2 separate regions of the Ovis aries genome follow, and region 2 is linked to region 1. Evidence: chromatin contacts called from public Hi-C data. All regions are on one chromosome and are shown on one strand. The core of a region is the stretch at or near the end of the contact, and the rest is flanking DNA. Distances in the headings are between cores, read along the strand shown. Region 1 overlaps LOC132658624 (a long non-coding RNA gene). Region 2 holds the start of PHYHIPL (phytanoyl-CoA 2-hydroxylase interacting protein like).

What was found. A called contact is a pair of places that touch in the nucleus more often than the background predicts.
Region 2: a contact with region 1 is called in a Hi-C map of hypothalamus, with 5 times the contacts expected there. The contact joins the promoter of PHYHIPL here to the enhancer-like site in region 1. A contact is called at or near these places in 2 of 16 Hi-C or Micro-C datasets (hypothalamus and skin fibroblasts).

The regions. Positions count from the first base shown.
Region 1 is chr25:13,843,652-13,850,207 of ARS-UI_Ramb_v3.0, reverse strand. The region is part of intron 2 of LOC132658624 (a long non-coding RNA gene); the gene reads left to right. Among named protein-coding and RNA genes, the nearest start is that of PHYHIPL, 270 kb to the left of the region's middle. Within about 2 kb of position 2,342, at least 10 of the 54 cell types and tissues checked have an H3K27ac peak or open chromatin away from gene starts, as enhancers often do. A contact at or near this core is called in hypothalamus, where this site is marked.
Region 2 is chr25:14,112,111-14,118,666 of ARS-UI_Ramb_v3.0, reverse strand. It overlaps PHYHIPL (phytanoyl-CoA 2-hydroxylase interacting protein like), which reads right to left and starts at 3,327. Exons shown (of 5, transcript XM_004021385.6): 1 at 2,959-3,327. The coding sequence starts at 3,064. LOC132658624 (a long non-coding RNA gene) reads left to right here and starts at 3,492. Exons shown (of 3, transcript XR_009598489.1): 1 at 3,492-3,681.

The DNA of each region.
Region 1 (6,556 bases), core at 1,093-3,592:
CAAGGGACTCTCGAGAGTCTTCTCCAGCACCACAATTCGAAAGCATCAGTTCTTCAGTGCTCAGCCTTCTTTATGGTCCAACTCTCACGTCCGTACGTGACTATTAGAAAAACCATAACTTTGACTAGATGGACCTTTGTTGGCAAAGCTGTATCTCTGCTTTTTCATGCTGTCTAGGTTTGTCATAGCTTTCCTTCCAAGAAGCAAGTGTCTCCTAATTCCATGGCTGCAGTCACCATCTGCAGTGATTTTGGAGCCCAAGAAAGTAAAATTTGTCACTGCTTACACTTTCTCCCCTTCTATTTGCCATGAAGTGATGGGACCGGATGCCATGATCTTAGTATTTTTAATGTTGAGTTTTAATCCAGCTTTTTCCCTCTCCCCTTTCTCGCTCATCAAGAGGCTCTTTAGTTCCTCTTTGCTTTCTACCATTAGAGTAGTATCATCTGCACATCCAAGGCTGTTGGTATTTCTCCTGGCAATCTTGATTCCAGTTTGTAACTCATCCAGCCTGGCATTTTGCATGATGTACTCTGCACAAAAGTTAAATAAACAGAGTAACAATATCCAACTCCTTTCCCAGTTTTGAACCAGTCAGTTGTTCCATGTAAGGTTCTATTGCTTCTTGACCCACATGTAGGTTTCTCAGGAGAGAGGTAAGGTGGTCTTGTATTCCCATCACCTTAAGAATTTTCCATAGTTTGTTATAATCCACACAGTCAAAGGCTTTAGTGCAGTCAGTGAAGCAGAAGTAGATGTTTTCCTGGAATTCCCTTGCTTTTTCTATGATCCAAAGAATGTTGGCAATTTGATCTCTGGTTCCTCTGTCTTTTCAAAATCTAGCTTGTACATCTGGAAGTTCTTGATTCAAGTACTGCTGAAGCCTAGCTTGAAGGATTTTGAGCATAACCTTACTAGCATGGGAAGTGAGCACAGTTGTCTAGTACTTTGATCATTCTTTAGCACCTTTAACCCTTCTTTGGAACTGGGGTGAAACTGAGTTAGGGTGAATGGAAAGGGGTTTGGTGAGCTCAGAGTAGAGTGTTAGAAATAGAGGAGAAGTGATGAGTTTTGAGGCTAGAGGTTTACAGAGGCCAGTGGTTAAAAAAAACAAAAACAAAAAACAGAACCTGTTCAAGGACTTTGGGTTTGAGGGCTGGACACACTCAGATTTGCATTTTTAAAGTGGTCAGTCTGTTGGCTTTATTGGAACAATATGCCTGGTGTTGGATTGGGATTTCTTTGACTATATAGAGAAACTTGTATTATTGCTCTTACTGAAAATTATCCCTTTCAAAAAATTCTCCTCTTTAAATTAAAAGGGGGCAAAAGGATGGGAATGGAGGACAAGAAAAATTGGACTAAAGGGGAGCAGAATATATTACCCCAAAATACACTAGTTTGGCATGAGAACTATTTTGAAAGGAAGCAATTAAGAAGAAGCAGATACAGGGACTTCCCTGGCAGTCCAGTGGTTAAGACCTCGCCTTCCAACCCAGGGAGTGAGGGTTCAGTCCCTGGTTGGGGAGCTAAGATCTCACATGCCTTGCAGTCAAAACATAGAAAAACAGAAGCAATATTGTAACAGGTTCAATAAGGACTTTAAAAGTGGTTCACATAAAAAAAAAAAAATTGGACAAAAAAGAAGCAGATACAAGAAAAGCTCTCTGCCCTCCCCCATTTGCCTAAAAACAGGATATAAATTTGTACGAGTGCCGTCCCCTTCCCTTACGTCCAGGAAAGACAGAAGTTAATCAACACAGACAGCTCAAGACTATTATCAGCCCAGAGATAGCACCATAGGAATCCATATAACAGACCTTACTAGAACCAGCACTTATCTCCCATTAAGTTCCCCATATGTTTGCTTCTCAAAATCTGCCACGAGTTACTCCTTTCTGAGTATTCCATGAGTATGTGTGAGGCATGTGTTTGTTTTCCTCTTGTTAATCTGTCTTTTGTCAGTCTTATCAACAGGGCTCCAGCCAGAAAAGCTAAAATGGGTAGAAGAAAAAGATTTCTTTTCCCTCCCCTAGAGTCCCAGCCAATGTATAATACTACTTAGGCACTTTGGCTTAAATCATTTTGTTTAACCAACATCTACTGAGCACTGTGTACCAAGCCCCATACTGGTGCTGTGGGGCATAAGCCGGATCCCCACTGCTCTCTCTTGCAGAGCTGCAAGGTGGGGAACTCAGACAAGCAAGTGATTTTTCCAAAGAGCATTAGTTTGAGTCTGGTTGAAGATTTGACAGTGCTGTTAAATGGGAGGATTCTGTGCCATCCAACTCCACTTAAGCCCTCAGCTAAACCATCCAATGGCACCATTCATCCTGCAGCTGCAGGATTCCTGAGGTCATGCCAGTGGATGCCAGGAATGCAAACGAGGGTTCAGTCTTAGCTTCTGACACCCTGTGAGCTTTGAGGAAGAACAAGCAAGCATTTGTTCGGGAAAGGCCCACAAAGACACCACAGGAGAGGAGATTGAATGCCCCAGGGATTCCAGGCCAAATGCAAAAAGCTGCTGTAATCTCTGCCATCACAGCTAGCGTGACCTCACTTGCTCACTGGCTTTGGAGGCAGCTGATGGCCCCAGCAGCCGAAGCAAGTTCCCTCAACAGAGTGAGGATGGCAGCTCTTCAAGAAAGGAGTCGGTACTTTGTAATCCACAAGGTGAGGACTATTAGGTCAAGCCAGGTTAAGGAAACAAAGGGAAAGGGACGATAAAAGCATCTTTTGCTGGGGTCCCCATGCCAGTCCTCTTCACAGGTATCCAAGAGGTAAACAGTGAAGAAAGAATGCAGGTGGCAGGGTAGAATTCCTTTAAAAAGGCTGTAGAGAGAAGCAAAAATTCAAACTCTTTAAAGATCATTCTTTGTAGAACTCAATTCCCCCAGGAATTCAGATAGTTCATTTGCTCCTAAAATTTGATTCTGCTACCATTGTTAGTGATACAGTTGTTTAAGTAACTCAGAGATCATGTTCAGGTATCACTTAACCAACTGTCCATTACACTCTGGGTATTAGCACTTTTATATATTGTAGTGTGACCTAGACCATGCATATGAAACAGGAATACTCAGCCTCAGCACTACTGACATTTTGAACTATATGATTTTTTGATGTAGGAGACTGTCCTGTGCATCATAGTATGTTCAGTGCCATCCTGGTCTGCTGGGAGCCAGCGTGAGGAATTCCACCCGTGACAAGGTCATGCGGCAGAGCTCTGATGGCAAGGTTAATCAGACCTCAGGTTGTCCCCCCTAGAATTTCCTGAGCATCCACCCCCAAAAAATAAAAATCTGCCTGCTTTTCCACTCTTCTAATATTCTCTGAAAAAAGTCAACTCAGTGCTTTAGTCTTCTGCATTTGAAAGGGATGTTTCAGTTAAACCCCCTCTGATAGCTCTCTAGCTTGCCTAACAGGTTCCCTGGACCTCTTACAGCTTGTGAATTGCTTACAGCCCCCCAACTGCGAGAGGCACAAAGCTTAAAAGCATCTTAAAGATACAGAGCCTTTTCTAAAGAGTTAAAAATTATATTGGTAGAGGGTTTTCACTGTTGACTCAATGACTGCTGCCAGGCCTCCATATTCTTTATCTTTTAGGCACCTGGGAGGATGTTAATCAATGTAAACGGGATATGGAAAAAGATATATAGTAGTTTTGATGTTAGCAACACTAGACTTTTGAGTTAATTACTTTTCTTTGCTATATATCACCGCACTCCTCTTGTGTCCTTGCTATGTAAGAATGTAACTTTATTTAGTGCTTTCTGAGAGTGGCACCAGACTTTGGGAAGATCAACACAAATAAGTCTTTGGGTTGACAAACCCTTATCAGAAAAAAGGCTGTAAAATGTTAATTGGCCCTTTTTGGCCAGAAGATGATGTAAATCACCTAAGACTTGTGTATACAATTAGGTATGCAGAGAGAAAAGCCTGGTTTTGATAAGAGTCTGGACTGCTAACTTTGTGTTACCCATTGATCTCCATGTTTTATCAGAAGTATAAAAGGCCTTCTGAACAATAGAGGACAGAGCCAATCACTGGACTGGTTTCCCCCGTGTCTCCTCTTTACTCTAATTTCAGGCTGAATTCCCATCTGGAGCAGGGCGGCTCACTAAGTCTACTTACTTGCTCTTGCTTTTAAGACCAGCGCGAAAGGGAGCCTGAGGAGGGGCACCCTTAGATATTCAAGTGGGCGCTGGTGGCCCAACGTAGATGGTGCAAGCTCCTTGTCTGGAACTTTATTGGCCTTCCCTGTAAGCCAAGTTATTCAGCCTTCTTTCTCCACTTAATTTTCCTACTACACTATTTCTTCCTAATCTAATCTGATATTAATAAATAAGTTTTCCTTGCCGACACCATCCCTGCTTCAAATTCCCTGGATCCACTGGGGCTGGACCCCGGCAAGTGGCGCCTACCCATTAGATGTCGATGGCATCCCCTGGTCATGTTGCTGAAAATATCTCCAGGCATTGCCACATGTCTCCTAAAGGTAAAATTGCACCACCACCACCACCCCAGTTGAGAAACATTGGCATAAAGGAGAGGTAGAAGAAGGTTTTGATAGAAATTTTTCTAAGAAAACACAAGAGGGATCAGTAGCCTTTGTTATTTAGAGTTAGCAGTTTCCATATAGGACAGAAGCCTCAACTGACTGTAGCCTTGAGTAGGATTTTAATAGAAGACCTTTGTAATACTAAAATAGCAAGCCATGTATCCAGTCGGTTGGTTCAGTCTCATCAACCCAAGGGTTTTTCAGTTACATTCAGTAGTCATCACCTGTGCTTTTACTGTGCTTAGTATTGTCTAGGCCCTCATGCAGCCCACACACTGTTAGAATGATGTGATTAAACAGTAATGCCCCAAGTGACAGCCTCTGGGAGAGATTTAATAGAGTTCCACAGAAAGTATCACGAAGCTGCAGAACAGAAGTTAGTTTCAGCTGAGTTCTGAAATGGAAATGACTTTTTTCATATCCAGAATGTACAAAAGACTTCTTTCATTATCATAGTGCAAAAAGGATGGCTGATCCAGTGAAGAAAATATAACTACCAAAGTGAACTCAGAAGCACTCAGAAGCCAAGAGAGAGAGACAGAGAGACAGAGAGAAAGAGGCTCTCGGGCAATAAGCAGTCATCTTAATTAGGAAAGAACCAAACAGGCCGCATTTTACAAAGCAGAAAACAAAATCTCTACAGAAACAGATGAAGCCTTGGTCTTTTGAACAACTTGAAAAATTACATAAGCAAAATGTGAGAACATTCTCAGTAGAATGTAGATTTTAGGATTTAAAGATTTTTAACATCAAGGATTTTTTTTCCTCATATAGTCACATCTTTGTGTAGGTCTGTATCCCAGTGCCTGGAACAATTCCTGGTGCTGGTAGATACTCAATAAATATTTATTTAAATGAATTCTGCAATCATGAATAAGCTATCTGAAAAAAGAAACAGAAATTCCAGTACTGTATAGACTCTGTGAGATCCACAGAGAAGACCTAGACTGAACTAGCCTTAAGATTATTCCCTCTAAATGCTCAAAGACCAGTATGGATATTTGCAAATGACATAGGAGATAGTTTTTAAAAGCAAGATTGTCCTCAGTTAGAGGACACCAAAGAGAAAGAACAACCAAATGTAATGTGTGATCTTGATTTGATCCTGGAATTTAAAAAAAAGTCATAAAAGACATTTGGGGCACAGTTGGAACAATTTCAATCTAGGCTATGTAATAGACAATATTGTATCAATATGTCTATAAAAACTTCGTACAGTTCAGTTCAGTCGCTCAGTCGTGTCCAACTCTTTGCGACCCCATGAATCGCAGCACGCCAGGCCTCCCTGTCCATCACCATCTCCCGGAGTTCACTCAGACTCACGTCCATCAAGTCCGTGATGCCATCCAGCCATCTCATCCTGGGTCGTCCCCTTCTCCTCCTGCCCCCAATCTCTCCCAGCATCAGAGTCTTTTCCAATGAGTCAACTCTTCGCATGAGGTGTCCAAAGTACTGGAGCTTCAGCTTTAGCATCATTCCTTCCAAAGAAATCCCAGGGCTGATCTCCTTCAGAATGGACTGATTGGATCTCCTTGCAGTCCAAGGGACCCTCAAGAGTCTTCTCCAACACCACAGTTCAAAAGCATCAATTCTTCTGCGCTCAGCCTTCTTCACAGTCCAACTCTCACATCCATACATGACCACAGGAAAAACCATAGCCTTGACTTGACGGACCTTAGCAAGAATGTTCATAATAGCCTAAAAACTCAAAATAGTCCAGGTAAGATAGATAATAAACTGAGCTGTATAGATAATTTAATACTAATCAACAATAAAAAAGAATGAATGATTGATACACCATTAAACATGAATGGTACTCAGAAATACTGAGAGCAAAAAAGCTAAACTAAAATATGTATATTGTATGACTCCATTTATATGAAGTTCTGGAAGAAGCAAAATGAATTGATGGCAATAGAAATCATATCAGTATTTGCTTCTAGGGGTGAAGAAGATTGGGAAAGGGCATGAGGGAATTTTCTAGGTTGATGAAAG
Region 2 (6,556 bases), core at 2,078-4,577, 270 kb before region 1:
AAGTGAAATCTAGGCAGGGCCTTGTATTAGCGACCAGAGCACACATGCCTAGGATAAAACTATACATGAGATAATGTGTGTATGAAAACCCTCTTGCTTAATTAAAATATCTAATTATATGACCACTTGGATTCTATTACAACTTCTTCAGAAACTATTAAGCCTTTTGAGGGATGATGAGAAAAAGAAGCATTGTAAATTGTTACTAATAATGTAAACAGATAAGAAAAAAGGCAAATGACAAGGAAAAAAAACATAAAAGAGGATAAGACAAAGACAATAAGACATACAGTTATGTTTGCCAGCAGCTATAGCTCTCAGTTGATGTAATATGCAAAACATTATAAAATTAAAAACATCTGTAAGTGGAGAGGGTAAAAGGAGATGTTTATTAAACAATCATATGGTATCTTCTCTTATTCTACTTCATTCCACTTCTAAGGAATTAATGTTGCACTAATTTTTCTCATCATCAGATTCATATTAAAGTAGGAAAAGTAAAGAGCAAACAAGACACATTTATTTCTACAATCATACAATTATGAAAATATAACTCATTATGTACTTAAATGCAAAACAGACCTGCCACACATTTTTGTGTTATATATTTCCAGAAGTAAAACAATGAGACTGGAGAGGGAGTGAAAAGAAGGAAGTGAAGGAAGCAAATTCGTCTAGCTGAAAATTTCTCAATATAAAAGTATGACTAGATCTGGTTGAAAAACTTAATGTAACATTTTTAAATTGTTCTGTAAAAGTAACTATATCATCTCCTCTAAAGTATTCCTATGATGCCAACTTAACATTTTTGGAATTGACATACAGAGTTTCACAAAATGTAAAGTTAGGCATTTAACAAAATCTTTACATGAGCTATTTTCACATTTTACACATCTTTTAATAAAGAGTTAGCCTTTTGTAGTTGAAGACATAAGCTATTTTATAAAATGAAACTATTTAATTAACGTGTCGAATCTATTAGAAGTCTGTAAATAAGTAGTAATTTTCAAACTGCCTAGTGCCAGTACATCCCCAATTAAATGTTACATAATTCATTCATTTTGCGGGATTAGTAATGTGATCATAGAAACTAAAAAACATTACCAAAATGAAATAACTCTACTCCAGGAGAAGAGACGATAAATGCAGGATATTAATTTTTGTACATTATTAACTCTGTAAAGGTCATTAAAAAAAACTTTATTTTTCTTAGCATCTTAGAAACATCTGGTAAGTGCAATTTTAAGTACTAACTACTGGCTTTTGAGGAGCAACCATGAATTGCCTATTTCCAATAACTATAGTGACGAGCTTTTGATAAATTGTTGAAGCAGATGAAAATAAAATCTACCTTTATTATTGCTTTCTGGCAAACCAGCATAGGAAAATAAAAATATTTACAATGGTAACATTATAAAGTCATTTCACAAAAGTATAAACAAACCCATAGGACTTTCTATGAGGTATGTTAAAAATAATCTGTACAGTCCAATAGTGCAACTTCCTATATGGAATACAAAAACAATGAATTGTTAATGTCAAAAGTATGTGCACTTATTACTATGGTGACCAAAACAGTCTAGGGATGAAGAAAATAAAAGCAGCTTTTGCAAGAATATTTATTATCTATACTACACCTTTTTCAAAATTATTTAAAGTGCCTTCGGCTTCAAAGAGCAATTAATCCAAGAGTGGTTGTCCTAAATTTATTAATAAACGGAAATTCGGTGTTCAGTTGACCTAAACTGTACTATGCAGCAACGCCTAACCAAGTTATTACCATTTAAATGACTGGAAACAAGACCTCTGCTCTCTACTTGGATTATATACTGATCAATTTTACGACCTATTGTAAGTACATTAGTATATCTACATAACCGTGACTAAAAACCATTTTTAAATAATCGCTATACAGAGTTAAACACTAATTTCATTTACAATCAAAACTGTTCAGGGTCATCTTGACAACACATAAATTATTTTTCCTTTGTCACTTGTATAATTTTTTTTACAATTATTACATCAATCAGTGCTAATCAGATGACTTCTTTACAAATGAAGTTTTATTTCACATTACTGAAACAGCACTGACTCTCCAACTACTCCAACTAATAATACAGAAGCGCTCTAACTACCCATACTGCACATTGTACTAGTTTACCTTTAACGCTCAGATCTGTTTAATCAATTTCCTTTTTAAGGAGACTGTCAACTTTAACAATAGAATAAGCGATATGATATCAAGACACAACGGTAAGTACTCGCCACATACTCTGAATCACGGCAGATATATGAGGCCACTTCCATTACACATTTGTGACAGTTTCTGTCTGAATCACAGTTTCAAACCACGAAGCTTGTGGCTGTCCTTGGTGCTGAAACGCACTCTTCTGTCCCTCTACTGAAAAATAACTGTCACTTCAAATTCCATTTTGAAAGGATAAAAAGACTTCAAAATGTAGGAAGTCTGAAGATGGGAGGCTCAAAAAGGAACTAGTAAGTTTCCGGGCAGAGACCGCTAATGAGTGTGTGCTGGGGGCAGGGGGCAACGCTGGAAACATCCCGAGGGCTTTCTCCGGGAGACCCAGGAAAGTGGGACTGCGGCGAAGATCGGAAACACCGGGTCCGGAGCAGGAGACGCCGGCGGGAACGCCGCCCTCGCGGGGCAACCCCTCGGCGGGAGCCAGGCGGGCGACGACGGTGAGGGGCTCCGCGGCCGGGGACCACGGCGACTTCCCCAGCCAACCCGCGAGCCCCGGGGTCCTTTTGTTTCTGGGGTCTGAGGGGAGAGTGGGTGGGCGAAGGGGAGCCCCCATCAGCGCTCAACTGAACAAGCGGGACAACAAAAGACCCTACCGCCCGGGCCAGCAGGGTCGGCGGGAGCTCCAGTGGCCGCGGGGTCTGGCAGCGGGCTTTACCCCCACCCCCGCCAACCCTCACCGTCCCGGCCGCTCTTACCATCTCGGTCGCACAGCTGAATGGCCTCCAGGCTGAGGTTTTTGATCACCTCCTCACAGGGGCTGGTGGGGCTGTTGAGGGCATGATCCAGGCGCGGCACCTCCATTTTTCCAACCCCCTTCTCACGTCCGCCCGCTTCGTATCCAGGCTCTCTCCGAGGACCGTGTGGGAGAGAAGGGCGGGAAAGGAAAGGGGAGTGGCGGAGGAGAGGGAGGTGGCCTGGGACGCGGCGCTGAGGGGCCGATGCTGAACCGCCGGGCTGGAGAGCCGCTGCCGAGGCGACGGCAGTGGCTGGAGCTCCGCGGAGCGTGCGGCTCTGAGAGACCGAGACAGACCCGGCGCGAGGGCAGGAGGCGGCGCGCGCCCGGCGGGGAGGAGACGCGGCGCGCGGGGAACGTGAGGGAGAAGGCACGGGGCGCGCACGCGCGCGAGAGGACGCTCCCACCTGCTGGCGCGCCGCGCTCTCCTCTGTCCCTTCCCCGCCCCCACCCCACGCCCGGTCCTCCCGCGCGCACGCGCCCCCGGCTGCCCTCGCGTCTCGGCGCCCGCAGCCCCGCGCGTGAGTCGCCGGACGGTGGAGCGCACGGGAACGGCAGGCGTCAAGGGGGGTCGGGGAGGCGCTTGCTTTCTCCCTTCTCTCCTAGTGAGGGCGGTTCGGCGTTCTTTTCCCTCCTCACGGTGTCAGTCGGAACCAGGTTAGCACTGCGGCGTCTGCACGAGGAGGTGAGAGTGAGCAGTTTTGTTTATCAACGATTGAAGAAATGAGGGTCCAAACCCTTTTATATCGGGCGTTGGAACTACCTTCGCCGCGTCAAGGCCCCCGGCTACTCGCCTCCCAAAACCTACGTGTTCCGCCTGCCATTCCTCAGAAACAGCTACGTCTGTCCGAGAAATGAGCATATCAACTGAGGAATGGCGCGGTTTAGGGACAGGATTTTGGTCATCCTAAAGGAGGGACAAACAAGGGAATTAAGACCTACCAGAAAAGTAAGGGAATGAAGAGATGCTTGCCAGCCTGCTGGAACGGCAGCAAGCGTGGTTCAGGGACACCAGCCCCTGATTGCTCAGGCTTTGCAGAATAGCGTCGTTCGTTCATCTGTTTATTCACCCACCGAATAACTAATAAGTGCTAACTCTGTGCCAGGCTTTGTTCTGGGCGCCAGTGAAGGGTGAAAAGACAGTACCTGCCCTCAAGGATATGGAAGAAACCTTTTCCTTGTGGAAAATGGCCTTTCTTAAGTCACCCTAAACTTGTCTGCTTATTGTTTTAAACGTCACTTAAGATTTAGCAATAACTCAGTGAAGGTGCAAATAATTTTTTAAAAAGAAAATAGGTGTAGGTCACTGCTGATTGATCTCTGTTGCCATTTGCTTCTTTGGAATAGTTTTCGGGTTTGCTGCTATCTCGGTATCAAAAATAGTGCCCACTCCCCTTTAGAGTATAGATTCTGAAAAGAATTTAAAGTCTCTTCGTGTTTTTTCCAATTTCAAACCTAAATGTTAACCAGTAGAGTAACAGTTCACACAAAGATTCCTGTATGCTCTCGGTTCTAGTCACATCCATTTAGCCATGACATGACTAAATCTAGTTAATTGAAGCCTCATAAAACAGATGAACCAGCTTAAGGTAAAATAAGCCGGTGAAAAAATTTGGCACAACTGCAAGTTGTTAGAAATTTGTGGAAGATAATTGGGTATCATAAAGTGAAATGTCCTCATTATGAACCTAGATATTAATGAAGATGGGTCTCTTTCATGTAGTTTGAGAGCTTTTGTGTCAAGGTAGGGGGGTCCTCGAGAGAATAAATGATTACTTGTCAAGAAATATGACAAGATGGTGTTTATTGGTGAATTTCCTGTGTTCCAAGGTCTGGCTCTGGAGGACTAGAAATTGATATTGTCAGCCCAACCACAGGGTAGTGTTAAATTTCATAGCTGCATTAAGTTCACAAATCTTAAAAGGAACTGGGTAAGCTAGATTACGAATTTATTGGTTTACAGATGAGAAATATAATTCATGCTGCTGCTAAGTCACTTCAGTCCTGTCCGACTCTGTGCGACCCCATAGATGGCAGCCCACCACGCTCCCCTGTCCCTGGGATTCTCCAGGCAAGAACACTGGAGTGGGTTGCCATTTCCTTCTCCAATGCAGGAAAATGAAAAGTGAAAGTGAAGTCGCTCAGTCGTGTCCGACTCTTCACGACCCCATGGACTGCAGCCCACCAGGCTCCTCTGTCCATGGGATTTTCCAGGCAAGAGTACTGGAGTGGGGGTGCCATTGCCTTCTCCAAATATAATTCATACATATAATTAAAAGTATTCTCAGGTGGTGCTAGTGGTAAACAATCCACCTGCCAAGGCAGGAGAAGCAAGAGAGGCGGTTCTGTCTCTGGGTCGGGAAGATCCTCTGGAGTAGGAAATGGCAACCCACTCCATTATTCTTTCCTGGAAAATCCCATGGACAGAGAAGCCTGGCAGCCTGCAGTCCATGGGATCACAAAGAGCTGGGCACGACTGAGCGGGCACACACACATATACACACATGACTCATATATTTAAGAATCATCTTATATGTCCAAGGATACATAAGTACACAGTATATAAGATGTTGCAAACTATGAGTTTAAATCTTAACAGGAAAGGTATACATTTAAAAAGTAAAATGATGAGTATTATGAAAAAGCAAGTATGGGAGCTTGTGGAAGCACACACAGGGCCCACTGTAGCCTGATTAGTTAGGAAAGCCTCTAAAAGGATTTTAAGGGAATGGAAAATGGTCGAAATACTTTGATAAGGAAATTACCATGAACAGATTGTCAGACAGAATATTTGTATAATGGGAAACGGGGTAATGTTTTGAGAAGTATTAATGGTGACTTTCTGGGCATAAGACCATTCTATCCAAAGGACCTTCTGCTGAGGACTTAGATTATTACATAAGAAAATGAAACTTCTCTATTTTTCTTCTCGTACCTAAGTTTCAGTTTAATTCCAGTCCCCAAGTACTTAACATCATTTAATTGTTAGCTTGAGGTGACCACTGTTACAGTCAAAATCCTACCAGTAATTCAAGCTCTGACTCAAGTGGTACATATAGATTATTCCCACTGCCAGAAAGCCCTGTTTTATTTACACAGGGCTTTGTTTATAATTTACAGACAAAATCACACCATGATTCATAAGTTATTATTAAACATGAATCAGGCTCAAATTTGAAAATGATCTTAAATATATCCGTTTTCAATCCCTTCTCCAGTGTTCAAGCCCTTCACAAGAAGCTGTTTACCTTTTAAGAAATGGTAAATTAAAATCCTAATGAAATAACCTAGTCTTACTCTATCTGAGCCCAAACATGCCTACTGTGAGGTCAATACAAAGGTCTTAATTTTCTCCTGTGTTGGTCATACACAATAATGATAATCCTTCTTCCTTCTGCCCATATATATTCAGTTCTTTAGATAAATGCTCCTAGTTCTTTCAAACATTTCTGATACTGTGTCGATTTGAGTCCTTCTGTCGCTCTGAACACACTTCTCTGGATAACTCTAACTTTTGTAAGAGTTCATAGGTAAACATACTAGGTGTGGAAATATTATAT